Linked DNA regions of Mus musculus: regions 2, 3, 4, 5 and 6 are each linked to region 1. A link is a contact called in public ChIA-PET, HiChIP or PLAC-seq and promoter capture Hi-C data. All regions are on one chromosome and are shown on one strand. Each heading gives the region's core, a stretch centred on a gene start, on an enhancer-like site or on the middle of the called end of the contact. The rest is flanking DNA. Distances are from core to core; before and after follow the strand shown. Region 1 holds the start of Exosc4 (exosome component 4). Region 2 holds the start of Zc3h3 (zinc finger CCCH type containing 3). Region 3 holds the start of Gsdmd (gasdermin D). Region 4 holds the start of Ccdc166 (coiled-coil domain containing 166). Region 5 holds the start of Cyhr1 (cysteine and histidine rich 1). Region 6 holds the start of Slc39a4 (solute carrier family 39 (zinc transporter), member 4).

The links. Promoter capture Hi-C pulls out the DNA fragments that hold promoters and counts their contacts. ChIA-PET counts read pairs in DNA pulled down with a chosen protein or histone mark. HiChIP or PLAC-seq counts read pairs in DNA pulled down with a chosen protein or histone mark.
Region 2: an HNF4G HiChIP or PLAC-seq map of pancreatic cancer cells shows a contact between it and region 1. The contact joins the promoter of Zc3h3 here to the promoter of Exosc4 in region 1. A contact is called at or near these places in 2 of 39 promoter capture datasets (the C10 cell line and hippocampal neurons) and 1 of 115 datasets of contacts at active chromatin or transcription factors (pancreatic cancer cells).
Region 3: a FOXA1 HiChIP or PLAC-seq map of pancreatic cancer cells shows a contact between it and region 1. The contact joins the promoter of Gsdmd here to the promoter of Exosc4 in region 1. A contact is called at or near these places in 1 of 115 datasets of contacts at active chromatin or transcription factors (pancreatic cancer cells) and 1 of 9 other capture datasets (pancreatic islet).
Region 4: a contact with region 1 is called in a promoter capture Hi-C map of hippocampal neurons, with 5 times the contacts expected there. The contact joins the promoter of Ccdc166 here to the promoter of Exosc4 in region 1. A contact is called at or near these places in 7 of 39 promoter capture datasets (cranial neural crest, embryonic stem cells, hippocampal neurons and 3 more), 2 of 484 Hi-C or Micro-C datasets (both in embryonic stem cells), 5 of 115 datasets of contacts at active chromatin or transcription factors (bone marrow-derived macrophages, effector CD8 T cells, embryonic stem cells and 2 more) and 2 of 9 other capture datasets (adipose tissue and liver).
Region 5: an HNF4G HiChIP or PLAC-seq map of pancreatic cancer cells shows a contact between it and region 1. The contact joins the promoter of Cyhr1 here to the promoter of Exosc4 in region 1. A contact is called at or near these places in 1 of 484 Hi-C or Micro-C datasets (B cells), 5 of 115 datasets of contacts at active chromatin or transcription factors (the 230-238 cell line, the SCID.adh cell line, bone marrow-derived macrophages and 2 more) and 2 of 9 other capture datasets (liver and pancreatic islet).
Region 6: a contact with region 1 is called in an RNA polymerase II ChIA-PET map of effector CD8 T cells, with 43 read pairs. The contact joins the promoter of Slc39a4 here to the promoter of Exosc4 in region 1. A contact is called at or near these places in 5 of 39 promoter capture datasets (the C10 cell line, cranial neural crest, erythroid cells and 2 more), 2 of 484 Hi-C or Micro-C datasets (forebrain and spermatogonial stem cells), 3 of 115 datasets of contacts at active chromatin or transcription factors (effector CD8 T cells, embryonic stem cells and pancreatic cancer cells) and 3 of 9 other capture datasets (adipose tissue, liver and pancreatic islet).

Annotation. Positions count from the first base shown.
Region 1 is chr15:76,324,509-76,329,508 of GRCm38.p6, reverse strand. Exosc4 (exosome component 4) reads right to left here and starts at 2,112. Exons shown (of 3, transcript NM_175399.4): 1 at 1,846-2,112; 2 at 273-479; 3 at 1-153. The coding sequence starts at 2,016. It also overlaps a transcript of Oplah not described here.
Region 2 is chr15:75,839,643-75,844,642 of GRCm38.p6, reverse strand. It overlaps Zc3h3 (zinc finger CCCH type containing 3), which reads left to right and starts at 2,735. Exons shown (of 12, transcript NM_172121.1): 1 at 2,735-2,793; 2 at 4,079-5,000. The coding sequence starts at 2,748. Gm34851 (a long non-coding RNA gene) reads right to left here and starts at 1,138. Exons shown (of 2, transcript XR_384203.2): 1 at 557-1,138.
Region 3 is chr15:75,860,367-75,865,366 of GRCm38.p6, reverse strand. It overlaps Gsdmd (gasdermin D), which reads right to left and starts at 3,028. Exons shown (of 11, transcript NM_026960.4): 1 at 2,886-3,028; 2 at 1,739-1,962; 3 at 931-1,123; 4 at 250-418. The coding sequence starts at 1,958.
Region 4 is chr15:75,980,287-75,985,286 of GRCm38.p6, reverse strand. Ccdc166 (coiled-coil domain containing 166) reads left to right here and starts at 3,002. Exons shown (of 2, transcript NM_146059.2): 1 at 3,002-3,486; 2 at 3,600-5,000. The coding sequence starts at 3,058. The coding sequence ends at 4,520.
Region 5 is chr15:76,653,777-76,658,776 of GRCm38.p6, reverse strand. Cyhr1 (cysteine and histidine rich 1) reads left to right here and starts at 1,883. Exons shown (of 4, transcript NM_001357882.1): 1 at 1,883-2,417. The coding sequence starts at 2,061.
Region 6 is chr15:76,614,131-76,619,130 of GRCm38.p6, reverse strand. Slc39a4 (solute carrier family 39 (zinc transporter), member 4) reads left to right here and starts at 2,261. Exons shown (of 12, transcript NM_028064.3): 1 at 2,261-2,558; 2 at 2,972-3,256; 3 at 3,892-4,087; 4 at 4,218-4,381; 5 at 4,473-4,644; 6 at 4,902-5,000. The coding sequence starts at 2,370.

The DNA of each region.
Region 1 (5,000 bases), core at 863-3,362:
CTCCACGTGGCTGAGGTCCGCTAGTGCTGTGCCATCCACAAAGCCAGCTGAACATGCGCATACAAAGTCCCGCATAGGTATCCCAGCATCCATCACTGCTAGCGTGGCTGCATTCACACATGCTGCGTAGGTCCCACCATCTGCTTGCAGCACCTACAGGGGGCATCAAGACATCTGATGGACTGACATCCGCATCCTGCAGCATCTCAGACAGCCCACATAGCTTTAAGCTCCGCCCCCGGGGGAGGGGTTTGACGGTGCAGGTAGCTCACCTGCACGTAGATGTCGATCTGAGAGCGGGGGTGCAGCTGTGTGAGGATGGCTGCCTCGAAGGTCTGTCGTAGCTGCAGCCCCATCTCACAAGACTTCCGGTCTCCATGAGGCCTTCGCTTGCGCTCACCTGTGCTGAAGGTGGCTGAACTGTACTGACAGTTCACTAGAGCCCGGTCAGGCAGGGCTCGAGACCGGGAGCCCCGGATCTAGAGGAAAAAGAATGAATGAGCCAGGCCTGCCTACCTCCTGGGACGCACTCGATGGCTCAACCTTCCTCCTCCTCTTTCTAAAGTGCTAAAACAAACAAACAAAACCCCAGCTACTCTGGTTCCAAATCATAGCTGAGTGGGGGGGGGGGGCTACTTCTCAACCTAAGCCAAAGCATTGTCACCTTTAGCAGCCAACTCTTTGTTCTTCAGTTTCTCCATTTCCTCCCAAATTATTCCCATTGTGGCCACCATGATTACAAACATCTGGTTTGACTGTGTAACCCACACACTAATATTTTACTTACCTTCCAGAAGCTTCCCATTACAGTAATGTAAAAGAAAAAAAATCTCAATTTCCCTGACTTTCAAAGCCCTGGGTCCTCACCTCCTTGGTAACTCCTCAACTCTATTTGATCTACTGTCCCTCTCCCTACCAAGTCTTCCCTCATGTGTTCTATACCTGATCATCCACCTAGAAAGCCGAGCTCCATATGCTAGCAAACCTTAAAATGTGCACATTTGCCAGCCTTGCTACAGCACTGCGACACAGCAATAAAGGCAGATAATTTAATGTCCTTGTTTTAGGAGTTTATGTTCCCGTAGAGAAACAAGCAAGGTGGAAGACCCAGGAAAATCGATGTAGTAGGTGCAGAAATAGCCTGAGAGGCCTTTTCCTGACAAGATGTGGGAAGAATGAGCTGAAGGAACAGGGAGTGAGTGGAGCTTCGCCAGGCTGGCTGAGGCACCTCAGAGATGAAGCGGGCAGCCCGTGAGAAAAAAAAAAAAAAAAAAAAAAGGCTAAGCAGAGGGCCCACTGAGACGGAGGACTTAAGCTGTAAGACACAGGTATATTCCCTCGAGGTGGGATCACAAGCCCCCGGTCCCTGCATGAGACAAATCATAGTGGCTGAGGGCAATCTGAAGCAGCTCCATACCCCACACGTGGGATCAAAACAAAAACATAATCACATAACATAACTGGGTTCTTAAAGAAACCGATATTCTCAGTACCTCACGGGGCCTAACACACAAATTTGAGGGCCATGTTAGGGACGCAATTTTCCTGAGAACTCAGGGCATAATTATATTCACTGCTTAGAGGATGCAACACAAAGAGGACTGAAATGGAAGTCGGCCAAGAGAAAGAGCTCGTAAGATGAAGTCAAAAGAAGCCAGGTTCTCACATCATCCCCGCTACAACACGTTGGGACAACCTGTGTGAGATGCTTTCTGCCGGGAGGCCCACAGGGACTCAGATGGGATTGTAGTATACTGCTGCATGGGCTCAGGAGTTAAGCCGTACGACTTAGGTCTCCTCCCTTGATGTGCGGCCAGGAGCCCCCGGTCCCCGCCGCTTACTCGCCTCGTGCGGCCCGTAGACCACCGCCAGTGCCTTGGTGTTGCCCTGCTCGATGTAAGCCGAGCCATCGGCCTGCGCAAACACGCCCATCCGCGCCTGGATCTTGCGCAGCTCCCCCGCGCGGCGACCGTCTATCCGGTAACCCTGATCGGACAGGAGCTCCAGCCCGGCCATGATGTACAGTCCTGACTCCGCCTCCGACAGCTCGACCTGGACCTTCAGGACTACGACTTCCGTCGGTACGTTTCCTTTTCAGTCTCGGTGAACTATAGCTTCCGGTAGCCTAGTCGCTTTCCGGTCAAAGGGAACTGCGGCTTGTGGCATCCCCGGCTTTCTGAATGTTCGACTTAAGCCTTTCAGTTCCGGGAAACGGAAGGCCCGAGGCGAACGGGTTTTTGTGCTTCTCCCGGGTTGTTGGAGTAGGTACGCCAAGAAGACTGGCTTCCGGACGTCTTTGGTTTGTTGGAGATGCTGGCCCGAGCAGAGACATTTTTTGGTCTTATTTTTTTTAATTGTATATCTATTTTTATTGTATGAGTGTTTACTTGCTTGTATGTCTATTCGTCACATGTGTGCTTAGTGCTGTGGAAGTTAGAAGAGGGCGTCAGATCCCATGGATCAGGAACTACAGGCAGCTGTGAGCCACTGTGTGAGTGCTGCGGAATCAAACCTGGTCCTCTGCCCGCGTGGTTTTTACCGTGGTCAGTTTAGCTAAGCACAGTTGTTTGTTACACATGATTATTATCTCTGTGGCTTAGTTTGTTTGTTTGTTTTTTTTTCCTTTTTTCATTTCCTTGGTTAAATCCATAAGTTTCCCTCCCTTACCTTGCCCAATAAGTTTCTCTATCACTTGAATACAAACACAAAGGGCCTGCAGTTGTATATATGCATCTGTATAGTAGGGCTTGAAATTCTGATTTTTTTTTCTGATTATTTTTAAAGTGTGTTTTTAGATGTTTATTTATTGTTATATCTAAGTACACTGTAGCTGTCTTCAGAAACCAGAAGAGGGCGTCAGATCTCATTACGGGTGGTTGTGAGCCACCATGTGGTTTCTGGGATTTGAACTCAGGACCTTTCTTTGGAAGAGCAGTCAGTGCTCTTATCCACTGAGCCATCTCACCAGCCCGGAATTCTGATTTATTTTTAAGGATTGGGTCATTTAGTATACACTTTTTTGGAGTGTTTTCACTCGGAATATGAAATCAACAGTCCTCAGGTTTTGTTGTTGTTGTTATAGATAAAAGATAGATTCACAGAAAGAACACTGAGCTGAAATTACTCTTCAGGTGGGCCTTATTAGGAGAGTTAGGGCACCGCTGTCACAGACAGCAACGATGCACCCTTGTGGGCAAGAATATTCAAAGGAGTATGCTCTGGAGAGATGAGTGTGACATAGAACAACACAGGTGTCCTGGAGGGAAGGCGCATTCAGTTCTGAAGAGTTAGGAGAGTTAGAACATCACACCAGCCAGCTGGAGCGGCTCAAGCCTTTAATCCTAGCACTCAGAAGGTGGGAGCAGGCAGATCTCTGAGTTCCAGGCCAGCCTGCTCTACAGAGAGTTCCTGGACTACACAGAGAAATACAGTCTCACACAAAAAACAAAACCAAACAAAAAAACAAAAACAAAACAAAACAAATAAAAACCCAGAAAAACAAAAACAAAAAAACCCCAATGCATAAACAAACAAAACCACCAGGACCCATATGTGAACAGAACTCTTCCTCCTATTCCTCTTCTTCCTCCTCGTCCTCCTCACAGAAGTTGTGGTCTAATGGCCTCCATGCCTACACCATGGCAGGCACCCCTGTCATTTCCCCAGATAAATAAAATGTAAAAATAATGTCTAGCAGTAATTCAAAGCTGTCTTGTGTCTGGGGAGGGAAAGAACTCTGAGTATTACAGGGTCATAGCAGCTTTTTATCAGCTCTCTGTCCCAAAAGAGACTGTTTAGGGAGGCAGAGGGACTGTCACCTACCTGTCTTGTTACTCTTACAATTCTAGCTTAGTATATTCTAACCTTTCATGTCAGTCCAGTACAACAGAAAGAAGAAGAGAGACACACCATTCCTACCCCAGCACCTCTCCTTGTATCTGTCTCATAGTGACCATTGTCATTAGCAGGGAGCTTTACCCTTTTCACCTGCCGCCCCCCCCCCCCCCGTCATCCAGTCCATTTAGTGCCTAAGGAAATGTATGTCACTACCCAAAATTAAAAAATTAAAGCAGTGAGCTTAGTGTATAGAATACCGAGAAGAGAGGGTGGATGAGTCCCAAGGTTGAACATCCCAAGACATATGCAACCAGTGCTGGGGACACCCCCCCCCAGCTCCATGAGAGGTCTGTCAACATTTAACCTCAAGAAAAGCAGATAGGTTGGAGAAATGGTCTACCACACAGACCCCAACCCTAACACTTACAACATGGCTGCTCACAGTGTACTGTGTATAATGGCTGGACGCCAGTTACTAAGAGAGCCAGCTCCCTCTGATGCAGCTTGGCTGAGCCATCTTCAGCGCTTGACCCTCTGCAGCTGGACTGGGCTGCTTCCATGTGGAGCCTTTTTACCAGGGTAGCCTGAGCACCTGCCATCCCTGTTAGGGGTTGTTTATCTTGTGCATTGCTGGTTATACTAAACTGCCTCAGGAAATCCAAAGGCCCTCTACCCCATCGTGTGGCGAAAGCTTCAGCCACTTAGAATAGCCAGAATCAAGCTGGTCTTCGGCCTGAGGAGTCTGAAGGAAGTTGGTGGCCACTCCAGCCTCCAGCTCCATAGCACCCTCATCAGGCCTCTTAATGAAAGTGTCCTTCCACCTCTTAGGACCTCAGTCTGGCAGCATCAGGGTCAAGGTCTGAGGCCACTGCCCCTCACAGGCTGGCTCCTCTGGCCCATAGTCTAGTTGCAGAACCAGGATAGATCTCAGATTCAGTTTTTCTTTTGCTTTAGGTTTTTGATCAATTGCCTGACAAAAAGGTTTTGGGAGAGTTCACAGCGGCTGGGACTTTCCAGGATTTGGTAGTTGAAAATCAGAAAGACAAAGCGGCTTGTGCTCACCTGCCCCCCCCCCCCTTTTCAGTGTGAGGCCCCAGCCCATGGGGCAGTGTACCCATTTCAGGGTGAATCTTCGCTCTTCAGTAGTCCTCCTCTGGAAATGC
Region 2 (5,000 bases), core at 1,486-3,985, 490 kb after region 1:
AGGGGCAGACTGTTTCCTGGCAACAAGGAGGAAGGTCTTAAAGCCCTCCCCCACAGTGACTCACTTCTTCTAACAAGGTCACACCTACACCAGCAAGGCCTCACCTCCTAGTAGTGCCACTCCCTGGGCCAAGCATATTCAAACTATCACATTCCACTCCCTGACCCCCATAGGCTAGGTCAAACACTTGAGTCTATGGGGGCCACACCTAGCCATAGTATAGTGCAAAATACATTTAGTCTTACTTCAAAAGTCCCATAGCCTAGTCTCAGCAATGTTAAAAGTCCAAAGTTCAAAGTCTCTTCTAAGATTCATCTAAACACTTAACTGTAATCTCTTATAAATCAAGATCAAAAAGCAGATCACATACTTCCAAAGTCACAGGATATACATTACCATTCCAAAACATCAGAGTGAGGAAATCCTGAACAAAAGCAAGACCAAATGCCAGCTGGAAACTCCAAACTCTGCATCTCCATGTCTGATTTCAATTCATTTATGCTTAATTGACAATTCTCTTTGGTGGGTTCCACTCCCTATTAGCAGATTTCCTTACCAGGTATCACATAACTCTGGCCTCTGGAATATTTTAGGGTCTCCAAAGCAACTTCAATGTTTATAGTTTCTTGTTTCAATGTCTGGGATCCACACGATTTTCGGGGTTCCTCCAAAGGGACCTGTCATTTCTCCAGCTCTGCCTTCTGTAGCACTCTAGGCTCTGGTTGACTCCATTCCACTGCTGCTGCTGTTCCTGGTGGTCATCCCATGGTGCGGTGCTGGCATCTCTAATACGCTGGGATTTCTCACTGCAATTAGGCGTCGTCAATAGCCTCTCATAGGCTCCCTTTAAGGTACCTGACCTTAACTTCTTTGCATGATCCCTCAGGCCTGGGCCATCAACTGCAACTCAAGCTGCACTTTCACCAATGGCCTTCCCTGGCATCTCACAGTGCCAAGCTAAGCTGCTCTCCATAACACTTTACGCCTTCAAAACTAGTACCACTTGGGTGATTCTTATACATTACCAAGTCTGGCTTCCAGCATGAGGTACATCCCCGGCTATTTCTAGAACACAGCTTCTTTCTGCTTTTAGAAAATACTTCCCAGAAGATTTCACCTCAGTGATGCTGGTCTCTTCATAATCACCACTAATTTCTTAGCTCCAGCTAAACAGCATCAATTGCCCCAGTAGTCCCTTCTATTCTTGACTCTAAAGCCAGAGCCACATGCCCGAAGCTGCTGAGTTCTGCTGCTTGCTGGAGCTGGGACATGGGCACCTTGTCTTATGACATTATCACCAACCTTTTGTTTTTCAACTCCTTCAGTGCCTAACTTGGCTGTCCTGGAACTTTCTCTGTAGATTATGCTGGCCTTGAACTCAGAGATCCTCCTGCCTTTGCCTCCAGAGCACCTGCCTGTCTCTAGAATGCTAGGATTAAATGTGTGTCCCATCACTGCCCGGCCTGCCCGGCTATCTACCCTCACTTCTTCTTTTTTTTTTTTTAAAGATTTATTTATTTATTATATGTAAGTAAGTACACTGTAGCTGTCTTCAGACACTACAGAAGAGGGAGTCAGATCTTGTTACAGATGGTTGTGAGCCACCATGTGGTTGCTGGGATTTGAACTCCGGACCTTCGGAAGAGCAGTCGGGTGCTCTTACCCACTGAGCCATCTCACCAGCCCCTACCCTCACTTCTTAATGCTTGTCTTACAGGTATTCACTATCAAACCCAGCTTCTAGAACTTCTTTTTCAGGCGTAACAGTAGACTATGCAGATGTAGCTCACTGGTAGAGGCTTGGCCGGACTTGAGGCCTTAGGGCTCCAAAGATACTGCACATTCCTACATAGTGGCACACTCTTAATTGCAGCACTTGGGTGGCAGAGGCAGGCAGATTTCTGAGAGTTCCAGGCCAGCCTGGTCTACATAGGGAATTCCAGGACAGACAGAGGTACATAGCGAGATTCTGTCTCTAACAAAACAAATCACTGGATAATATCCCATTTCCATGTAAACAGTCATTCGGGTTAGCTATTATAAATAATGACATACAAATATGTTAGAATCGGTGTTTTCTACGCGTTGGTTATACACCTAGACGTGGGACTGTCTGATCACGTGGTAACTACCGTGAGTTTTTTTTTTTTTTCAGTATTTTCTAGAGGTTGCAGCCTTTCCTACTAAATGCCCTCAAGAATTTTCTTAACACCTGTAATCATCCGAAAAAAAAAATTGCCTCCGATTCCTTTTCGCTGTTCTCGTGCTGCTGCGGCAGCAAAGGCGTTAAAATGGCATCCCTTTGATTCCAGGTCCGGAGGCAGAGGAAAGAGAACTTCCGTAAGTTCGAGGCCAGCCTAGTCTACATAGCGAGTTCCCCAGTTATGTTTCTCTCCAGCCAGAAATACATCCTGTCTCAAACAAATAAATTGATAAAAGGAATTCCTGGGTCTAGGGGAAACTGTTAGCAACCTATCTCCTCCAAGTCTTCCGAGGAACCCCCAGCGGTGGAAATGATGCGCAGGAATTGGTGCAGAAGCCAGATTGCGGGCCACTTCCGGGCGCTTCAAGATGACGGATTTTTCTCGTTCTGCGCATGCGTCCTTCCAGGGTTGCCGGGGCGACGGTGCCTTCCAACCCCGTGTCCACGCATAGTGAAGTTCGGCGTTCTCTCCTCCCCGCCTGCGGGGACCAGTCGCGCGGCGATGACGTCGAGGGGGTCTGGCTAGGCGTCGCGGACTCCGGAGATGGAGGAAAAGGAGCAGCTGCGGCGGCAGATACGCCTCCTGCAGGGTGAGCTGGCTGCGGTCGGGCCGTGTGTTCCCTTGTTTCTTGTGATCGCCGTAGACCCTCTCCGAAGCGAGTGCTGTCGGTTGCGGTCTCCCGATGGTCGTCATGGGTGGGCATCGGAGCGGCCGAGTCGGGTTCGGCCCTCGCGTGACAGACCCGCCAGGCTTCGGGGCGAGGGAGCGGGCCGGGCCTCCAAGGGGCTGTCAGGAGATGATAGCACGGTGGTCTTACCAGCGAGTGGTCGCGGCAGCCGACTTCCAGGTTCGGCTGGCTCGGAAGCGTTTCTCTTCCGCTGCCGTTGAGTGCCTTTGGCTCGATTCAGGCACAGCCCCCACGTACTCAGGGCTGACTACCCAGGCACCAGCTTCAGCTTCAAATGTTTAGACTCAAGTTGGTCTTTATAAGCGTTCATATCGTTTTCAAAGTTTCCCCCACAAAAGCATGTCCTAAGGAGAGTCCAAGTGGCCTTCCTATTTGAGACTACTTCGTGCGTTTCCCTAACACCCGACCGGAGGTGTCTGGCAGGATTCGAGGGTCGAGGCAGGCCCTGTGTGTGTGTGTGTTTGGTTATTGGGGATCCAGCGAGCCTGCTGGCGTTCCTTCACTCTTCTTCCAGGGCTCCATGAGTCACTTCATTGGAAAATCCTTGTGGTGGTGGTATCAGGTGTTTTTCTGTAGGAGATGATGTTAGTTAGCTGTTGGGTCATCATTGTGTTTTTGTTTTTTTGTTTTTTATTTCTGTCTGTCACGTACTGGGTTAGAGAAGCGTCAGTTCTGAGAAGACAGTTATGCACTATGGTGCAGTCCTGCAATTTTCCCCGTGAGTGGGTAAACTACAGGGCCTCAGTGGAAGACTTGTCCAGTTCTTACCCAGGCACCACAGGTTTCTGGTCCCTGACTGTTTTTTTTTGTTTTTTTGTTTTTTTTTTTGGTTTTTTTTGTTTTTTGTTTTTTGTTTTTTTTGTTTTTTTTTTTTTGGTATAGGGAGTGACACTTGCTCTCAGAACATTGTAGATCTCATAGGCCAGGGGGTAGAAGCAGTCATACCACAAAAGCTGCCATCTTCAGGATAAGCAAGCCAAATACTAATAGTGATGGAGAAGTGCTCACAGAATTGACAAGCCTAGAGATTTGGACTGAACTTTACATGGTTTCCAGTCACTTAGGACTGCTCTCAAGTCAGCAAGGCGAGCAGGTCTGGAGTATTAGGGTAGGGGTAGTAGTCTTGATTGGTGCTGTTTTTATTCACATCTCCTAGGTAACTGAGCGTGTGATTCTGCCTTCTCAGGTCTAATTGATGACTATAAAACACTCCACGGCAATGGCCCTGCCCTGGGCAACTCATCAGCTACTCGGTGGCAGCCACCCATGTTCCCGGGTGGCAGGACCTTTGGCGCCCGCTACTCCCGTCCAAGTCGGAGGGGCTTCTCCTCACACCATGGCCCTTCGTGGCGCAAGAAATACTCCCTTGTGAATCAGCCTGTGGAATCTTCTGACCCAGCCAGCGATCCTGCTTTTCAGACATCCCTCAGGTCTGAGGATAGCCAGCATCCTGAACCCCAGCAGTATGTACTGGAGAGACAGGTCCAGCTCAGTCCAGATCAGAATATGGTTATTAAGATCAAGCCACCATCAAAGTCAGGTGCCATCAATGCTTCAGGGGTCCAGCGGGGGTCCTTGGAAGGCTGTGATGACCCCTCTTGGAGTGGCCAAAGACCCCAAGGAAGTGAGGTTGAGGTCCCTGGTGGACAACTGCAGCCTGCAAGGCCAGGAAGAACCAAGGTGGGTTACAGTGTGGACGACCCCCTCTTGGTCTGCCAGAAGGAGCCTGGCAAGCCTCGGGTAGTGAAGTCTGTGGGCAGGGTGAGTGACAGCTCTCCCGAGCATCGGCGGACAGTCAGTGAAAATGAAGTGGCCCTCAGGGTACACTTCCCATCTGTCCTGCCCCATCACACTGCTGTGGCTCTGGGCAGGAAGGTAGGCCCTCATTCTACCAGCTATTCTGAACAGTTCATTGGAGACCAAAGAGCAAACACTGGCCACTCAGACCAGCCAGCTTCCTTGGGGCCAGTGGTGGCTTCAGTCAGACCAGCAACAGCCAGGCAGGTCAGGGAGGCCTCACTGCTCGTGTCCTGTCGAACCAGCAAGTTTCGGAAAAACAACTACAAATGGGTAGCTGCCTCAGAAAAGAGCCCACGGGTCGCTCGGAG
Region 3 (5,000 bases), core at 1,779-4,278, 470 kb after region 1:
GTGTGTGTGTGTGTGTGTGTGTGTGTGTGTGTGTGTGTGTGCTGGTGACGGGCTCTCCATTGGTAATGGCCAATCCAGCCTTTACTGGTTCCAGCTAACTGGGCAAGTGGGACTATGGCTTACTTCTGGAGGGGCCTTAGTAGAGTCTTCCACCACTGCCAGGGATGTTGTCCCTGGCTTCTAAGATTCCTGCCATTACTATGTGTCCAAGTAGGACTAGGCAGGTGTTAGGGCTAGGCATCCACACACCTTCAAGCATAAAGCTCCAGGCAGCGTAAACTGGCCTGAGCCCTCTTGGCTGTGGACCTCAGTGATCTGCACTTCCTCCTTTGTCTGCAGCACCTCGGTCACCACAAACAGGTCATCCCCACGACTCCGAAGCTGTTGCAGGATTTTGTTCTCAGGCTGCTGAAGGTGCCTACAGAAAGATTGCTGGGGCTCGCCCACCATGGATCAGTTTCCCTGCCTCCCATCCCGCTGACAGGTGAGATGGAAAGGCTAGGGAATCCAGGAAGTCTGTGGATACCAGGCTTGGGACCCTCTCCCCCTCCAGGGCACTCCCAACTGTGTCTAGGTGGTTGTGGGGTATGACAAGTTCAAACACGGAGAAGTGGACACTCGTGCCTGTGGAGGGACTCCATTGTGTACGATCCGTAAATGCTCCAAGCAACCAGGAGCTCAGCCTGATTCTAAGGCTCTTGGGCCCTGCCTCTATATCCTGATCTTCAGGATACAGTCCTGGCAACAGAGGCTGAGCATCCTTCCCAACCTGCTGTTGTTTCTACTACTCCACTCCTCTGGGGCTTCCCTCATTCAGTGCTGAGAGATACTGCCTCAGAACCCTTCTGATGCCCACAACCCAGCAACGCTCCCTAGAAGCACGGCTGCTCAAGGTAAGGGAAGCGGCATGCCTTCCCTTCAGGGGCTCACCTTTCATGCTGCATGGTCTCCCAGGTCTTCTGAGTCACACGCAGTATACACACATTCATGGAGGCACTGGAACTGTCAGACACTGCAGCCCCACCAGAAATTTTCCCTTCTCCCATGCCTGACAACATCACTCTGCCCTGAATGTTCCCATCGACGACATCAGAGACTTTGAAGGAGCCAAAACACTCCGGTTCTAAAACGAGACCAGCTCTAAGGTCCTAGTCCAGGAGCCACTGCCTTGTCTTTCCTCTGTAGTGATGGGACCTTTAAAGGACTCCCTACTCAGGCTGGAGAGATGGTTCAGTGGTTGAGAGCACTGACTGCTCTTCTGAAGGTCCTGAGTTCAAATCCCAGCAACCACAGCACTACGTTCCATCGGTAAGCAGCTCAGTCTCCTGTCAGGTCAGTACCCCCTTGACCACTCTGGGACTCCACGGGTTCTATAGACGGTGGCTCACAACCGTCTGTAATGAGATCTGACGCCCTCTTCTGGTGTGTCTAAAGACAGTTACAATGTACTTACATATAATAAATAAATCTTTGGGCTAGAGCAAGTAGGGCTGGAGGGAACAGAGGTCCTGAGTTCAATTCCCAGCAACTGCATGATTGCTCACAACCATCTGTCCAACTACAGTGTATTCACATACGTAAAATAAATAAATAAATTAATTAATTAAAAAAAAAAACCTCCCTACTCTGGAAATAGGACCAGAGGAGTAGAGTTGAACATGCCCAGTTAGATGGCAGGCTGGGCTTTGCCCATTCCCTTCTGTTCAATCTTGGGGGATCAAGATGGGAAAGAAGATACCTGGTTCTGGAGCACTGGGCTCCAGGATGTCCTTGATTGACAGGTTGACACATGAATAACGGGGTTTCCAGAACCTTGAGCTTGAAAATTTCCTGTTCAGAAGGCAGTAGGGCCTGAAGCTGGTGGAGTTCCGCAGGCTGTCCACCGGAATGAGATCGCCTCTGCTGCCGCTTACCTCCTTGATCACATTCTTGACCACTTTCTCAAAGGCCGATGGCATGGTCCTGGGGGCAGACGGCAGGGCTCCGTACTTAGTTCCTCCAGCACTCAGGAACCCCATCCCTTCAAAGTAGCCTTGCCTTGTTAGTCCTGGCACATTCCTGCCCGACCAACACAACACAGACACGATTCACTCCGTGGCTCGCCTATCTGTCTCTCCTTGGGGCCACAGCACTTAGGAGGAAGAGGAGGAGGGGGAGGGGGAGGGGGAGGGGGAGGAGGAGGAGGAGGTAGTCTGTAGTAGGTCTATACTATCTACATCATTAATTACTGTGCATAGCCTTTGGCCAATTGCTAAAGTCTAAGATACCTTGTTGCTCTCCCTGGCTGAGGGCCAAGGCTGGGGAAGGAACACAAGCCCCCACTTCTAAGGGATTTAGCACAGGAGCCCACAGCAAAGCCAGTGTTCCAGGGCTCAGTGGTTTCCTCCAGGGCTCTCATGTACAGCTCTGTGAGCTACCTGACCTGATTGAACTTTCATGGGTCAGAGGCCAAAACAGGCCTGGGACAGACAACCTGGGCACTGTGGAGGAACAACTCTACACCTAGGAAACTGGGTCTCTGGGCTAACGGTGGAGAGTGAGGCAGGAAGGCCCTTGGTGATCAGGGAGGGACTTATGGGTCAAGGAATCATCCCAGAAGCCTAGAGAGTCCCCCCTCCTTCCCCTCCCCCCACTCGGTCCCCTCTTCCCGCCCCAGTGTCAAGTCCAAACCAGGCTTGTCCCACTGTATCACTAGTGGGTGACCTCCATAGAGGGTAGACCCTAGCTGCTAGGGCCCCTTCAAACTGTCTTCAAGGTATAGTGGGGCTTCTGGGAAGGGCTAAATCCCCAACTCAACAAGCAAGCATCCAGGCCATAGCGTAGACCACACTAGATAGAGGAGGGGCGGCTGGGCTCTGGAAGAGCTGGGTAGCAGGGTGGCTCACCTCGATTTTTCACCCCTGCCGAGGTATCTGGGTCCACCAAGCGAAGCGAGGACCTGCTGGGATGCCGGGGAGGGGTCTATTGTCTGCTCAACCCGGGAGCAACGGGAGCCACGACCAAGAGCGGAACTCAGGCGGCAGGACACAAAAGTGAAACCGTAAAGCTTCAGCCCGACGTAGCGGGCGCGGTGCTTTCAAGGAGCCCTCCCTCCCGGAACAGCTGCGCAGCCTGCCCTAGCCTCCTCCTCCTCCTCCTCCCCGGAGCCCGCCTGGGCTTCGGGAATTCCCTGCGATCCGGGAGCTTCGCTTTCTTCTAGTTCGGGTTCCTCCAAGTTCGCAGCGCTTCCCCCCCACCCCGCCCCCCTTTGGTTTTTTTTTTTCGAGACAGGGTTTCTCTGTGTAGCTCTGGCTGTCCTGGAACTCACTCTGTAGACCACGCTGGCCTCGAACTCAGAAATCCACCTGCCTCTGCCTCCCAAGTGCTGGGATCAAAGGCGTGCGCCACCACCACCAGGCTTCACTTATTCTTTCTTAAACACCTGGGCCATAGTAAAAGATCTGAATGGACTTCTCTAGGAATACACAACTGAACCAGTTGCCAGCAAGCACACCATTAGTTATCAGGAAAATGCAAATCAAAACTAGATAGCATCAAAGCTACTCTGCTGGCTGACATCCTAAGTAAATAGCAGTAAAGCAAACCCCATGGTCCTTGCAGACAGGAAATTGAAAACAGAGCTGCTCTAGAATACATCCACAATTTTTCAAACGGGTGAATGTAGAGTTACCAGGTGACCTAGCAATTGGACTTGTAGGTGCATATCCAAAGCAAGAGGTCATCTTGGGGTTGTGGCTATCAATGGTGAAGTGTTTCTCATACAGCAAACAGAAGGTCAAACAGATATGCCTACACCAATGTTTGCTGTAGAGTTTAAATTTTCCTCTTGAGATTTTAAAAACTTATATCCCACGTGTGGGAGTGTTTTGTCTGCATATATGCAAGTGCACCATATGTGGGTGCCAGGACTTGAGTCCCCGTCCTCTGTAAGAGCAGCAAGTGCTCTTAACCCCTGCACCATCTCTCCAGTTTCCATGGTAACATTTTAAAGAGTCAAGCAGATAACCCTCAAGTGACCTGAATGACAATCAATTCATACATAGATTAAAATTTTGTCCAGTTCTGGGCCCTGCACACACTAGGCAAGAAAGCCCCCTATGACCAAGCTCTGTCACCAACCCTCAATAGGGCGCTTGCATGGCTACTGAGAAGCTTGAGTACACCTATAAGACACATTGCAGAATGTGGATAAACCCTGAAAACACGGCCACAAGCGGAAGAAGCCAGACCAAAACTAATCCAAGCCAACCAACCAACCAACCAACCAAACAAACAAACAAACAAAAAAATGACACATCACTGTGCAAGCCATTTTGTATGAAATCCCCCAAGTAAGCCAACTGTTCATGGTTGCCAGTGTCCTGGGGTGTGGGCAGTAGCCACACGAGTTTATTTATGTATGCATTTGTTTATTTAATTTAACTTTGAGACAGGGTCTCTTTATGTATCCCCTGCTAGCCTGAAGCTCAATAAATAAACAAGACTATCTTGGGACTCACAGAGATTTACCTGCCTCTGCCTCGTGAATGCTGGGATTAAAGGCATGAGCCACCCTGCCTGTACATGTTTGAATATACTAGACTCACAGAATTATGCACTTTTAAATGGCTCGAGTGTATGATATATGAATTGCTTCTCAATAACGACATTTACTTAAAAAGCTCTGGACTCCTGGGGGGCTATAGAGATGGCCCTGCAGTTAAGAGCATGTGCAGTCTGATGGCCCCGCAGTTAAGGGCATATGCAGTCTTACAGAGGATTCAAGATCAGTTCCTAACACTCATATGGTAGCTGGTGACCAAGTTCCAGAGGATCCAGTGAGTCCTTCTGGCCTTCGTGGGCACTACACACACATAGGGCCTTACACACAGAGAGGGACATACTAGGAGACAAAGCATAAAATAAAAATAAAGAAAAAAAGTTTTAAATAAATCTGGAGTTTAGTAGAAGCATTCAACCCAGCTACAGGCTCCTCAGGGCCATAGTGTTTTGGTATCAGG
Region 4 (5,000 bases), core at 1,753-4,252, 350 kb after region 1:
GTCTTATAAAGGACAACATTTCATTGGGGCTGGCTTACAGGTCCAGAAGTTCAGTCCATTACCATCAAGGGAGTGTGTAGACAGACATGGTGCTGGAGATGGAGGTGAGAGTTCTAGATCTTGATCCACAGGCAGCAGAAAGATACAGATGGTTGTGCCACACTGGGCAGAGCTTCAGCATAGACCTCAGAGCCAGCCTCAGCATTGACATACTTTCTCCAACAAAACCACATCTTCTAACTAAACACAGGGGTCTATGGGAGCCATACCTATATCATGCTTAGTATCATTTTATTTTTACTTATGCTTTATTATTATCACTATTATTATTATTTTGAGACAGGGTTTCTCTGTTCAAATCTGGATGTCCTAGAACTTGCTCTGGAGACCAGGCTGGCTTCAAACTCAGAGATCTACTTGCCTCTGTCTCTCCAGTACTGGGATTAAAGGCTTGTGCCACTACCACCGAGTTACTTACACATTTTTTTTAAAGACAGGGTCTTATGTAGCCCAGGCTAGCTTTTAGCTCCTTGATCACCCTGCCACCACCTTTCAAGTGCTAAGATTACAGGATCAAACCTTCACATGTGTCCCCAAACAGTTAAGAATACAAAACGAGGAAGGCAAAAAACAGTTATAATGGTAAGGACAAAACTTTCAGAAACACCCCAGGGGGCAGCAGGAATGTTTGTCTGTCTGCCGATCTGGAAGCCAGTCATCTTTGTCTTTTGCTCCCTCTTGAAAGCTGTGTGTAAACTCCATGTAGCTGAAATCTACTTTTGTGAACAAGGGCCTCTCTGTATAGCTCACTCACTTCCTCCTCTGTATACAGTCACATGGGGGATATCAGCAGCTCTCTATGGTAGTCTTTCTGGCCCTGCTGCTTCTTCATCTAAGCTACCAAAAGCATTCCTAGTGACATCCTCAGGATCTGCTGCCGGGTGACATCTCCCCAAATATACTGAGGAACACGGTGACACTGATGGAGCCTGGCATTGCATGGCACCCAGGTTTCCTCCAACTGGGTTTTTCCCCAGTGAGGCAAATAGACAGTGCAATTCTCAATTCTTCCTTGTTTAGGAAGCCAATTTGGTTCTAGTTGATTGTGTCTTTTTTTTTTTTTCTCTCCTCCTCTCTGAGGTAGGGATCTCTGCACATAGCCTTAGGTGTCCTGGAACTCAACTCTGTAGACCAGGCAGGCCTCAAACTCAAACATCCTCCTGCCTCTGCCTCCTGAGTGCCAGGATTAAAAGCATGTACCACCACTGCCCAGCCTCGCTGATCATGTCAAAGGTCTCTTTTGCCTCCTAGATCTGTGATTGGTCAAACACTACAAACACTTTGGGCGTTGTGTTCGAGAGTACTTCTAGGTGATCTTGGCTGCTGCCCTTTTGCTTGGCAGGGTGATGGTGACGTCCCTGTACAGAGTCAACACAAGCCCGTGGTTTATTTGCTGCCACTCTGCTGAGCCCGCACCCCCCACTGAATGGTTGTCACCTCCGGTATCCACTAGCAAACCGGCACACTGCTGATGTTTTCTGATCAAGATTGAATCCTGTAAAGACACTGTCCGTATAGAGCTCATAGCAAAAAGGGAGACATTAAATCCCCGATGGACCCCTTGTATCCTCTAGATGTCTGGCTTACGGGCAAAGAAAGCTAAGAAGGTAGAATGGATGGGCCTCGTGGAAAAGTGCACTGGCCAAAAAATAAAAATAAAAAGTGGGCAAAAGAGTCCATTTTTAACCTGAGGGGCACTTAGCACTCATTAATGGCCCACAGACAAGCAGGAAGCACTAGGTCCCTGGCTTCTCTAGCTTGCATCTGGCACCTTCCTACGTGGGCCCTTTTAAATTTATCACAGATCTACTAAGGGACTGAGCCCATGTAAATGGAAAGGGGGGGAGATTTTGAACCCCAGAAGGATGGGAAAGTTTCTATGCCAATCAGAGAAGTAGGGAAAATTTTACCTCCCTGAAGAACCTAGCCAATGAGGAATTCGGAGGGGGGGGGGGATATATAGGTGTGTGTGTGTGTATATATATATATATATATCACTGTTTTGAGCCAAACTTGCAGACTAGCTACTTTTGCCCTTTCAATAGGTTGCGCAGACTTAGCAAGGCTGTAAAATAAAGTTTCCCTTTGGTTTGGCTACCGAGTCTCCAGCGCTTGGATTATGAAATGAAGACCGTTGTTCATCGTGCATTTTATCTGAAAGGTAGTAGCATTCCATCAAGGCTTTAGATGCCAAGCGTCCCCTTAGAAATGCTGTGTGGAGCTGAGCGTGGTGGTGAATGCCTTTAATCCCAGCACTCCGGAGGCAAAGGCAGGCTGATGTCTGCGAGTTTGAAGCCAGTCTGGTCTACAAAGCGAGTCCAGGACAACCTGAGCTTTGTTACACAGGGAAACTCTGTCTCCACAAATAAACAAATGTTGTGGGGAGGCTTCATCCTGAGAGCATGAAGACTTCACAAGGAAAGGGGGAGAGCTCGCTCAAAGCTGGATAGAGGAGGGAGCGTCGGTGAGAGTCCCCTTATGCTGTGGGGCCTGAAGCGCAGCTAGTGGAGTGAAAGCAAGAGCACTAAGACCCGGGTGAGTGGAGGCTGGGCACTTGGAAGTTAGTTCAGTGTCTTGAAGCTGAAGTTCTGCCTGACCTGCGACACTGTAACTGAAGAATCATGCAAGGATATAAGAAACCTTAGGGAATGAATGATTGAGTCAAGCCGTTGCCAGAGCAACAGAATGGGATGAGGTCGAGGCACTGCAACCAAGTTCTGTCTCCATAGAGGTTGTTCAAGCTGGACATCAACATTCCTAGAGCTACGCACCAGGATGCGAAAGCTGTGGTCTGGAGGGAACGCTTATATACAGATTGGCCACGGTGCTCTCTGATCCTTAATCCTGCCTGCTCTGAACCTCATAATCAGAAGACACACCCTTGAACCTAGGGTGCAGTTCTCCAGAATTTTCGGGTTAAGAAGGGAGAGTAACTGAGCTGGGGGAGCGGGTGGAGCACAGCGCTCTCATGAGTCCAGTTGGCTTGGGCCTCAAGCCATGGCGCCCAAGAAGAAGCGCGGACAAAACGCGGGGCGCAAGCAGGAAACTACAGAGCAACCGCTCTCGGAGCGCGCGCAGTACCTACAGCGCGAGTACGCGTTGCTCTCAGAAAGCCTGGTGGCCTGTGAGCAGCGGATCGACGAGGTGCTGCAGGACAACGAGTTCCTGAACAGAGAGGCGCAGCGCCTGCGCGAAGAGAACCGGCTTTATGTCGGTTACGTGAGCGCGCACGCTCTGCGCTGCGCCAACGCCGTCGTGCGCGTCGAAGACCAGAACCGCATGGATCTGGCGCAGATCCGGTGGCAGCGAGCGGAGCTAGCGTCCTTCTACCACGGCCGTGAGGACGGGGTGCGCGCTCAGCTGCAGGAAATGAAGAAGCGCGCGGAAAACATGACGCAGCGGGTGCAGGAGCTCCAGCCCTACAAGGCCAGTGCGCGCGCCCCCCGAGGACCGGGCGGGCTCCAGAGGGATGGGCGCGCTCCCTACCGGTGCGCTGATCGGCGCCCCCTGCTCCCCAACCCTCACCCCACCCCATGTAGGAGCTGCAGCTGGAGCAGCTGGCGCGAATCCGGACCCTGGAGCGCGAGCTGCTGCACATGCGCGTGGAGCACACGCAGCTCCTCCACGGGGTGAAGCGACGCTTCCTAGATGAGAAGACGGCTTTCGAGCGGGAGGCGCGGCTGCAAGTGCAGTCCCTGACGCGCCGCTCCGAGCGGGAGGCCGCACGTTCCCTCATTTCCCACGCACAGGCCCTCAAGGCGGACAACGGGTATCTCCGACAAGAACTCATGAGACTTCTCCAGAGGACCCAGTTACTGCAGGACATGCGACAGCAGCTGCTAGAGCAGCGGGAGCAGCTGCGCCGGGAGCATGTGGACTTGAAGAACCTGGAGCAAATGCACGGCTGGTTGCAAAGGGGCCCCGGGGGGCCACCGCTCTGGCAGCCACCCCAAAGCCTCCAACCCAGCTTGCGCATCGGGTCAACCAGTCACGTTTTAAAAGCCCAGGCTACGCCCCAGTCAGTTCCAACCTCCCGGGGCCAATCCATGGATCTGTCACACCGACCCTCCAAGACTCCATCTATATTGTCCAGTGAGTCTCTTCCGGGCCTATCTCAGAAGGCTGGGTCAGTGATTGCTCTCCGGAGTCCATCACATCCAGGATCTCGAGTCTCATCTCTGACTCCATCACGCAAGGACTCGCGTGTCTCATCCGCGACCCCGTCACGCAAGGGCTCCAGGGTTCCATCCATGACCTCTGGTACCTTGCGGTCGCGCGAGGGCTCTCGGATCTCTCCACAGCCCTCCTTGCGTGAGGTCTCTCCAGAAATTGACACACCTGCAAAGTCCAGTTCCAAGCTTCCCACAGCCCTGTTGGAAGATCAGGCCCCTCTCAGCCCACAGTTGGAGGAGGCAGAAAACGCTGAAGACGACACAGAAACTGTCTTGGAGCAAGCCTGAACCCACACGAGGAGGCAGGCCAGTAGGGCATAGGGTGGAGGACAAACCTTGGAAGATTTCTTGGTGCATAGATATGTTAATAAAAGTGTTAAATAAGCTCTGTGACGCTCTGACACTTGCCTGGGTCGATGCCCTTGTATTTCAAGTGAGCAGAGGCCTGCTATTCGAGCTACAGCAGAGCTGGTTGTATCCTTGGCTGCTGGAATTCGATGTTCTTCCACCAACAGCCAGCAAGGCAGGCAGGCTTAGGGAAAGTTGGGTAGTGTAATTTCAGCAGCAGAGGGCAGATTCTGTTCTCAGCACAGGGAGAAGTTACTGGGCTTTTCCAATGCTTTATATAATACGCACACACACATATGTATGTAGGTATGTATATGTATATATGTATATACATTCCAATTTAGGGAACACTGCAAGAATTATTAGGAATTCCCATTGCCACCCATCTAGATGAACAGGGATGCATGTTATATATTTGGT
Region 5 (5,000 bases), core at 634-3,133, 330 kb before region 1:
TCTCGCTGGAGCTTGGGTTGCCACAGTCATCGGTCTGCCTCTTCTGGCCTTCGATTTTCACTGGGTGAATGGGGACCGCTCTTCTGCCAACCTGCTTCTGGGAGGAGGCATGGTGCTGGCAGTGGCTGGTGATCACCTGGGCCCTGAAGGGTGCTCTGTCGCTGGGCAGGCAGTACTGCTGGTGGTTGCAGTGACCATCCTTATTGTGGCTGTTTTCACAGCTAACACTTACGGGATGTGGGGGGGTACCCTGCTGGGTGTGGCAGGCCTCTTGAGCAGGCTGGAAGAAGACAGGCTGCTACTGCTGCCAAAGGAGGATGTCTGTCGTTGGGCCCTGGCTGCAGGTAGTTGGGCCTATTGCAGGGCCCTGCACACACAGCGCCTGCAGTGGGAGTGATTGTAGCACTGATTGGGGCTTCTGTGCCAGGTACTACTATGCCTCCTACCTGCCCACATGTAGAGCCTGTTATAATTTTACTAATGGGCAGAGCTTGGGTGCTATCCCTTCTCTAGTCATGCATGTGTGGAAGTTTACCTAAACCAGAATGCTAACAACAGGTCTTCAGGACACTTGGGGCCTGGGAGGAACATGGTTGTGAGTCAGAGACCTGATTTCCAATAAACGTAAGGAATATACAGGAGTATGGAATTTGTTTATTCTTGAGCTAGCTTCCTAAGGCCTGTAAGGTGATTTCCCTGAGTAAAGGAGTGGGGGATGGGCTGTAAGTAGCAGAAGGTATTATTCACTTTGGCATCCTGGTAGACTTGCCAAGAGAACCCCCAGAGTGCCAGGCATGGTGGTGCAGGTCTTTAATTCCAGTTGGGAGGCAGAGACAAGCAGATCTCTGTGAGTTGTGGGTGGCCAGGCTGGCCTACATAGTGAGTTCCAGAATGGCCAGTGCAACATATAGTGAGACCCTGTATCAAAAAAAGAAAGAAAGAAAAGAAAAAGAAGAAAGAAAAACATTTTTAAAAAAGAAAAGAGAAAAAAAAAAACCAACTTCCCGTGAGAAGAGAGTTTTGGGCCTTGGTTTCCTGGGACACAGTAAATTTGCATATATCCTTGGTGGACCTGGCAGGTGGCCCTCTGGGGCAATGACCTTCACAAACTGATGGCTGTTTTCATAAAGGGCAGAAGAGTGCTATACCCTCAGCGATTCCCAGAAATTGCACATCTCTCTGGACTGACTTGATTACTACCTGTTTGACACCCTCTTGTCTGTGCAAGACATACCTTATAACTTAAAACCCCCTCTTTCTTCTATTCCAACTCTTTCTTTCTTCTACTCCAACTCTTTCTTTCTCCAACTCTGAGGTTGGGACGAAAGAGGTGGGTTAGGGAGTGAACCCAATAATCCTTCGCTGTTCCTGTACTTGCATCTTGTTGACCTTTATACCGTCGCGCAAGAGTGGTGGTAGGTGCGTTTTTCAAGATCCTGCTCTAATACTCCGGTCAGCTAGGCCAGAGCCTTGCACACACAAGCCCGAATTTCTGTACACATTGGCACAGGCATCCCCCCCCACCCCCCGCGCGCGAGCGCGACATGGGAGGCTTAGGGGCGCTTTGCACTCTCGAGGAGTCTGAAGTCTGGGGGCCTCTCCAGACCCCGAAGCTGATGGTACCTCTCCAAGGGCGGACTCCCCAAATCCCCCCACCCCCCGCCCTTCTCCGGATCCCCTCCTGGACCCCACCCCCTTCTGTTCACCTTCGAGGGTGGGTGGGCTCTCTGGCGTCCTCGCTCGTCCATTGGAGGTGGCCGCCGCGTCGTCTTGGCCCTCGCGGCGCTTCCATTGGCTTGCGCGAGGCCCACGTGATCAGGAGGGCGAGGGGGCGGTGGCGTGGGGGGGGGGTCCGCAGCGAAAACAAAGATGGCGGCCGCGCCGGGGTTGGTGGCCGGGGCGGCTGCGGGCCGACGGGCGGGCCAGGCCCACTGAGGCAGCTGCACGGTGGGCAGGCTGCGGGGTCGCCGCGGCAGTGAGAAGCCGGCAAGGGCGCGCGGCGACCCTAACTTCCAGCCGGCGAGCGCGCCGGCACCCGCCCGCCGGGCCGGCCGGCCGTGATGTCCGGCGCCGAGGAGGCCGGCGGGGGTGGCCCGGCTGCAGGGCCCGCGGGTGCCGTGCCGGCCGGGGTCGGGGTAGGGGCCGGGCCTGGGGCTGCCGCGGGGCCGGCTGCGGCGGCTCTGGGCGAGGCGGCGGGGCCCGGGATCCCGGACGAGGCGGCCCTGGCCGGCGCTCGGCAGCTGCAAGAGGCGGCCGGCGACCCCGACGCGCCGCCCAAGAAGCGGCTGCGGGCGGCCGAGGCAGCCGAGGCGGCGGCGGCGGCAGTGGCAGCGGGCAGTGGAAAGCTGGAGGAGCGTCTCTACTCGGTGCTGTGCTGCACCGTGTGCCTGGACCTGCCCAAGGCTTCCGTGTACCAGGTAGGGCCGCCGGCCCGGCCCGGCGCCGCGTTGCCTGGAGGCCTGTGGCCGGTGGCCGGGAATCCTTCCTATCCAAACATCCACCTTCCAGGTCTACGAAACCCCGCTCCTGTCTCTCGAGGCTCCTTATCCTTTCTTGCTCTGAATCTCATTTTCTGTGTTCGATGGTACCCTTTACTCCCCAGTCTGAATTTCCATTCTCCTCCGTAGATCTCTTCACCTTCTGGTTCCTCCAGGGTGCCTCCTTGATAGATTCCACATTCTTTTCAGCTGACCATGTAGAGATCTGTGAACAGGTACCCACCCTTTTCTACTGCTCATCAATACTGTCCCTCACTTCTAGACCCCTGGGTGAAGAAACTTCTTTCCTGGAGACAGGGCTCCAATTCTGGCAGCCACACCCCCAAAAGTGTCCTTCCATATCTGAACAACTAAGTAAATCTTCTTTTGTGCCCTGGGGAGTCAGTCCTGTGTCCTTCTGAAGACCTGGAAGAAAGGAGGGCCTCTCATCCCTTCTCAGTTCTGATCTGGAGGAAGCAATCCGCAACAAACTTTACTGTCAGGGTACTTTCTCCTGCCCCAGCCTAGCCAGTATTTCTATTCGGGGCCACCTCACCCATACCAAGCTGGCTTCCAAGGTTGCCAGTATCCAGGAACTTTGTCCTGCCTTCCCACTTGAAGACCCAGCATGCCAGTCAGTCTCAGAGTCCTGGTCTGTGTGGGTCTAACATGTCCTCTTCCAGGTAAAAGAGAGCAGACCTCTGGTTCAGTGGGAAATGTCTGTCCACCTTCCCCTGGTCTTTCTGCCTCAGTTCCCAGCCTCTTTGAAAAACAGAGCAGAGTCTCTTGTCAGCTTTCTTTGTACTTTCAGGAGCTAAAAGTGGCTGGTGGGGCCTGTTTCCCTGCTTTTCTTTACACAGAAGACCTGGCTGAGGGCCAGTAGAGGTCTAGTCTGTGTAGCCGTTTCCCTCTCCTTTGGATCTCCGTGTTCTTTCTGCCTTGGCTTGTGGTTTTGAGGTGGTGTGGGGTGATCCTGATGACCTGGATGGGGCAGTCACCCTCCTAGGTGTTAGGCCGGGCGAACTGGAGACAAGTTTCCCACAGCTGCTGATTCTAGCACCGGTATTTACCTCTCATTTTAGGGGCCATCAGAACCTGCTCACAGCTAGCCTTTTTCTTGTCTTGGCTTCTCGGCCCTTCTTAGTGGGGGGAGTTCTTCCTTTCCTAGGATTTCGTGAGAATCCAGCAAGACAGGCCAATGGAAGGGGGTCCCAAGGAATTCAGGGGTTTCCCAGTTGGTCCTGGCATGATGGTAGGCCACATGGCATTGGCTCCTGGTCTACACAGAGAGCCACAGTTCTGCTTCTGCCCAAAGTGGCTAATGAGACTAGCTGGTTCAAACCAGTCTACACACTGTGTTAGTTGTTGCTCTGGGTTGGGCATCTGAAGTCAGGCAGCTGAGGGATGTACTAGATGAAGTGAGTGGAGGGGCTGCCTTCCCAGATCCTGACCCAGGGGGAAGGCTGCCAGGTTCTCTGAGATGAGCTGTGTGCATTGACATTGATCTCCAAGCCCTGCCACTAGCCTCCTTCGCACCTCCCTTCTGCCAGGGTAGATACCTAGATGCTTCCCTGTCCTAAGGACTGGGAGAGTCCTCTAGAATATGTCATTTTGGAAGAGTCTTGGGCAAATGCTGGAACTTTGACTGTCCACAGATAGCATGTAAAATGGGAGTGCAGCAAGAAGAATAAGGAAGGGAACGTCCTGGTGTCTAGGAATGCTGCCAGAAACACTTCATGGCAGTCTCCTTACATGTGCCGTACAGCCCTGCCTGGAGGGTCCTGTTGCTGTCTTACTAAGGTACCAGGCAGGCCTCCCCAGGCTTCTTTCCTGGTCTTCTCAGGATCCGAGCACAGACTATCCCTGGTAGTGATCTAGTGTGGGTCATCACCTCTGCCTGCGCTCAGCTCTTCTATCTTCTGCTAGCTTTCCTGTCTATCCCGTGTTGATGGGCTGTCTCCGTAGTTGCCACCTTCAGCTGTTGCTGGCAACATTTGCCTGACCTCAGCAGAACACTTAGCTCCAGGTGGCACCAGCCATGCTGTGCATTCTGGGGGCTGACTCTTGGCTCTGCTGGGGTGATAAGAAGTGGGTAACCATGCTACGTCTGGCACTGGGCTTGGGGGGAAGCTACGGGCTGCTGAGGTTGGCTAGGTGCATGGTAACTTGAGAGTGTTATCCATATGCCACCTGTGAAGCCAGAGAACCTCTTGGAGGCAGACAAGAACAGATTCAGCCTGTGTATGCGGGCTCGTCCACCTGGGCCTGAGACAGCCTTTGGACCTGCAGGGCCAATTCCCATGGGCCATACTCACCCACTGACATATCCCAGACTAGGAAATTTATTCAGGTTGTCTGACCAAGGCCGTCAACCAAGTAGTTCTTATCCCTGGGGCCTGTGTCACCTGCTACAACAGGTGCATGCTTTGATGTTCTCTGTGTGGGTGTTAGGTATATCCTGGGCAACTGGCCCAACAAGGTGTGAAGCCACCTTCCTGAGTCTAGGGAGGACCCTTCTAAAGT
Region 6 (5,000 bases), core at 1,012-3,511, 290 kb before region 1:
CAACAGGTAGTTTTGAGCTATTATATGGATGCTCAGAACCCAGGTCCTCTAGAAGAAGAGTCAGCCCTTGTAACTGCTGAGCCATCTCTCCAGCCCCTTTGGATTTTTTGAGATGGTCTCACTATGTCACCCACACTGGCCTCAAACCCAATCCTGATTCTGCTTCTCCAGTGATGGAGTCACAGGTGTTTGCCACCACGCCCAGAACAGGCCTGCTCCAACCAACCTCACTTTTGTTTTCTAAGATAGGATCTGCCTAGCCCCAAACTTGCTTATAGGGACCAGGCTGACCTCTAACTCAAAGAGATAAATATGCCTGCCTCTGACTCCGGAGTGCTGGGATTAGGGGTATTCACCGTGATACCTGGATTCTACTTCTTTTCTTATTATCTGTAGCCACTGAATTAAGTCTTGCAGGAGTCCTAGGGAATCACTAACCAGGGAGCACTGTTTTGCTCTATTTTAATTTTGTACTGTGATAACACACAGAAGTTGCCACTTGGACCACATTTCAGTGGCACTGAGTTCAGCCATTGTATTGTCCTTTCCACACCTTCATCTACCCAAGCGAAACCTTCACAAGTAGTAACTCCAGTTCCCGGGTGCTGAAGTTCACCATTTGACTTTTTTTTTTTTTTTTTTTTTTTGGCCCGAGGGAACAATTGTTGCGGCATACAATAGAGGTGAAAGAACAGCTTTCTGGAGCTGCATTTTTTCCTTCTACCACCGTGAATCCTTGGCAAGCTTCTTTACACACACACACACACACCACACCACACACACACACACACACACACACACACACACACACACACTCACCTATGCAGTGAGCTGGCTGGGAATGAGCAGGAGAGGCAGTGTTAGCTGCACGAGGGCTGGCTGTTCTGCCTTTCCGAGCTCAGGCAGGTCCCTCCTTTGAGGGAGAGATCTAGGGAAGCCAGAACAGCCAGGCCTACACAAAGACTTCTCCCTAGGGGATACAGGGAAAGAAAATCAACCTAGTCTTAGCTCTCAGCTGCCCAGCAATGAAAAGAAATAAGAAAGGCAGTTTGGGTATATGGCATCTTCAGAGCTCCATGTAGGGAATGCTCTCAGGTTGGCTCTCCCAGTTCCCAGTCATAGTTCTTCCATAGGACCAGCAAGGATGCTGCATTGCAAGGATGCTAGCCATAAGAAACATTGACATGTGTATGTTCGGAACAGGTCTGAAGCAGTTGACCCGTGAGCTCAAGGATACTCAGCTAGATTCTTTCTCCACCCTGCCCTACCCTCCAGAATACTAGGGGACAGAGTTCGTTAGGCATTAGGTTCATACTCAGCCACACCCCAGAGGGCTAGGGTCAGGACTGGTGTGAACTTGAGTGGAAGAAGGCCACAGTGCCTCTGGGGCTACCCAAAGCCCTCTTCCAGAAGGCCAAAATGCCTTGTGACCCGGGAATTGTCAGTTCCTGGAGATTCCAACCCCTCCTTCAGCCTGCCACCTGGATAGAGATAAGGCTCAGGGGTCAAAGGCTGGAAGGCTCAATGGGGGAGGGGCACAGCTGGGGGCCCCAGCCCTACCTCCTTCTTCTTATGCTCAGGCTTTAGCGCTCACAACAGGGCCTCAAACTCCTACTGCTCAACTCGAACTCTTCCAAGCCCCAAAAGTTGGCTAGGACCAAAGTCACATCTTTGTTTCCTGTTTGTCTAGGTTGGGGCTTTAGCCATTTCCTGGGGATTTTCCCCGAGGGCTGGGGGTGGGGGAGCATGACGCAGCAAGTACCCTGCAGAAATCTCCCATTGTAGCCCATATTGGACCCAGCGGCCTTAGCTCAGGAGCCAAGAGCAGCACCCCCACCCTCACCCAGGCTACAAGATTTGGAATTTGTCTAAGCTGCTTGGGCTGAGAGGCAGCTGGTGAAGGGTGGAGGGAAGCCTAAGAGCTCTCCTGAAAATGTCAAATAGAACGCCCATGTTTGACTTGATAACATCTACGCGCTCAAACCTTTAATCCCCCTAGCTTCTGGTCCAGTGGCAAGGTAACAGGCGAGGGTGATCTGGGCTCTTCAGGGAACAGAGGAAGCCCTGACTGGCAGTTCAGGGTGTGACAGGTTCAAGCCGCCCACCTAAGGACAGGGACCCACCTTTAGCTCCAGCCCCAGGAGGCACCAGCTCTTTCTCCCCAGGCTTTCGGGGAGGATCTGCCACTGGAATGGCTAACCCAGCAGCCAATCACAGAGCCCTGTAGGAAATATCTGGGAGAGGTCTTGGAGCTAGGGCCAAGGCAAGTTGAACCCAGCTCCAGTCTGGCCCCGGACAGTCCCAGCTGTCTCCAGCTAGCCCAGAAGTCAGCACCTCTACAAGGAACGCTTTTGGGGGCCTGAGGCGTGATGCTCCCAAAGTCGGTCACACAGGGACTTGTGTTGGCTCTGCTGGTGGGCACAGTGGCAGTGGCCCGGCCCAGGAACCTGCTCAGCCTGCTCGCCTTGGGCCAGGGTGCTCTGGATCGCCTGGAACTGGACGGCCTGTTAAATACGCTGGTGGCCCGTGTGCACTGCACCGACGGGCCGTGTGAAAAGGTAACACCCCCACCCGATGGGTCCCCCAGCCCCGGCCCCTTCCTGCCCGCTCCACCCTGTGGCAGGCACTAAAGAGATCTGGGCAAACTCCAGGAGGCGGGTCTGGAGGCTGGTGTCTGCACCTGCTGGCAGGCTGGAGCCTCCCTTCCGTTTCTGGGGGGCTTATACAGGCCTGGGCCTCCATCCTGGGACACACAGCTCCATTCCCCCAGGCTATCAAATTTGTGGTGACTCACAGTGACCACTCTCACCTTCAGGATGGGGGAGTAATTGCTGGGGACCCCTTTGTGTAGGCTCCTAGTCAAGCTAACTACAAGGGGCAGAACATGACATAAGATAGCTGATAGAATCCATGCCTGTAGGCTATGCCTGGTAGGCTTAGTCTAGCTCAGATCCTGTCTGTTTGCCCACAGTGTCTGTCTGTGGAGAATGTCTTGGCTCTAGGCAAACCTGACAAGCCACAGCCTGCCCCAGAATCAGTCCTGGAGTCCAGACACATTATTTACCTTAGTGCTGCTGCTGCCCTCTACCTTAACAACCCAGAGAAAACATGCAAGGACATCCAAGCTGGCCTCTTGGCCTCCCATGTGGACGATTACCTGGCCACACTGGAGAGTCCAGAGGCCATGACCCTGGGTCTGAGCCAGCTACTGCAGAAGATTGAGGCCCATGCTGCCAGCCAACCCACCGGGGAGAAGGTGAGGGCCCAGACAGCTTTTGGGGGATAATGACAAGGACCTTAGTGCCATGGAAGGGAGGCTGCCCCAACAAGGGAGATGTCCCACGTGCAGCCTCATTGGAGGTACTTAGGTGGGAATCAGTCTTGTGCACAGTTGGTAGAACGGGGTCTGCGGGAGTCTGGGGGAACCCTTTGGGGGAAATGACAGTCAGGAGAGCTCTGGGGCCAAGGTCATAGGCCACAGTGAAGGGTGTGACTAGCTGGGGCAGCCTAGGTTTATGGTATAGGTAGCTGGTTTAGGGACATAGGCTGATGTCTTCTGTGAAATCTGGGAAGTAACTTGAGGAGGTTGGAGCCGGGCAGTGGTGGAACACGCCTTTAATCCCAGCACTGGGGAGGCAGAGGCAGATGGATTTCTGAGTTCAAGGCCAGCCTGGTCTACAAAGTGAGTTCAGGACAGCCAGGGCTATACAGAGAAACCCTGTCTCGAAAGAAAGAAAGAAAGAGAGAGAGAGAGAGAGAGAGAGAGAGAGAGAGAGAGAGAGAGAGAGAGAATGAACTTGAGGAGGTTGGGAGTTGATGGGAGACCCAGGCAGTGAGGTGGACTCCTGAAGCCAATACTGAGGGCAGAGTTGAAGACAATCTCTTTTACAGACCTGTGTAGATCTTCCCCAACTGCTGGAGGAGGCTGAGGCAGCAGGGGTTTCCAAAAGCGCCGGCCTGGTCTTGACTGCCTTGCTGGATCATGTCATTAATGGGTCCTGCTTCCAAGGCCTGCCTAGCCCTCAGTACTTTGTGGACTTTGTGTTCAGGCTACACAGTAGTGACCCTCCCAATATCACGCTGCATGGTGAGGCCTAGGCTACGATCGTCAGCCGCTACTCTTGGGGAATGGGGGGACAAGGCTGGAGCTGAGCGCACTGACTGCACTGTTTTTGTTTTTGTTTTTTTGTTTTTTGCTTTTTGTTTTTTCTTGCTAGAACTGGAGAATTTGATGCATCACCTTGGGGTGGGTGGAGAGGACCACAGTGACCATGATGACCACGGTGATCATGCTGACCACAGTCATCCGGACAGGAAAGCCAGCCACCAAGACTCTGAGCTCCATACTCCCCACAACAGCAACTCTAGTGTATGGGACACGGTACGCCACTCATGCCATTCTGGAGAAAGAAGACAACCTTCCATGGGTCTGTTCAGACACCTGACTCCTGTCCTGTTCTCTTTGCCTCCAGCTGTGCCTGAGTGCCAAAGATATAATGGCTGTGTATGGGCTATCTGAAGAGGCTGGGGTGAGCCCTCAGGCCTGGGCCCAACTGACCCCTGCCTTGGTCCAGCAGCAGCTAAGTGGAGCCTGCAGCCCCTACCCCACTATCCGTATTCAGGACCAGCTCAGTCAAACAGAGAGTGAGTCCCCCGCCCTGGGTGCTAGCCTCAGGTTATTGGGCTCTAGAAGGGGGCATGAGTTGGCATTGAGGAATGAGGAACCACTAAAGGAGGAAGAGTAGTGGATTTCAAGGCTAGAGGGCCAGAGTAAATAGATTCCTGGCACCTGCTGACGGCATCTCTGTAGAGATCTTGCCCACTACATCCTGCTTGGCTGGACTTGTGGGGGATTGCCTGTCTAGGAAGCAGGGGAAATCTCAGTGTAGACTCACCCACAGGGTATCTCTATGGCTCGCTGGCCACCCTGCTCATCTGCCTCTGTGCTGTGTTCGGTCTTCTGCTGCTGACCTGTGCCAAATGCAGCACAGCCACCCACT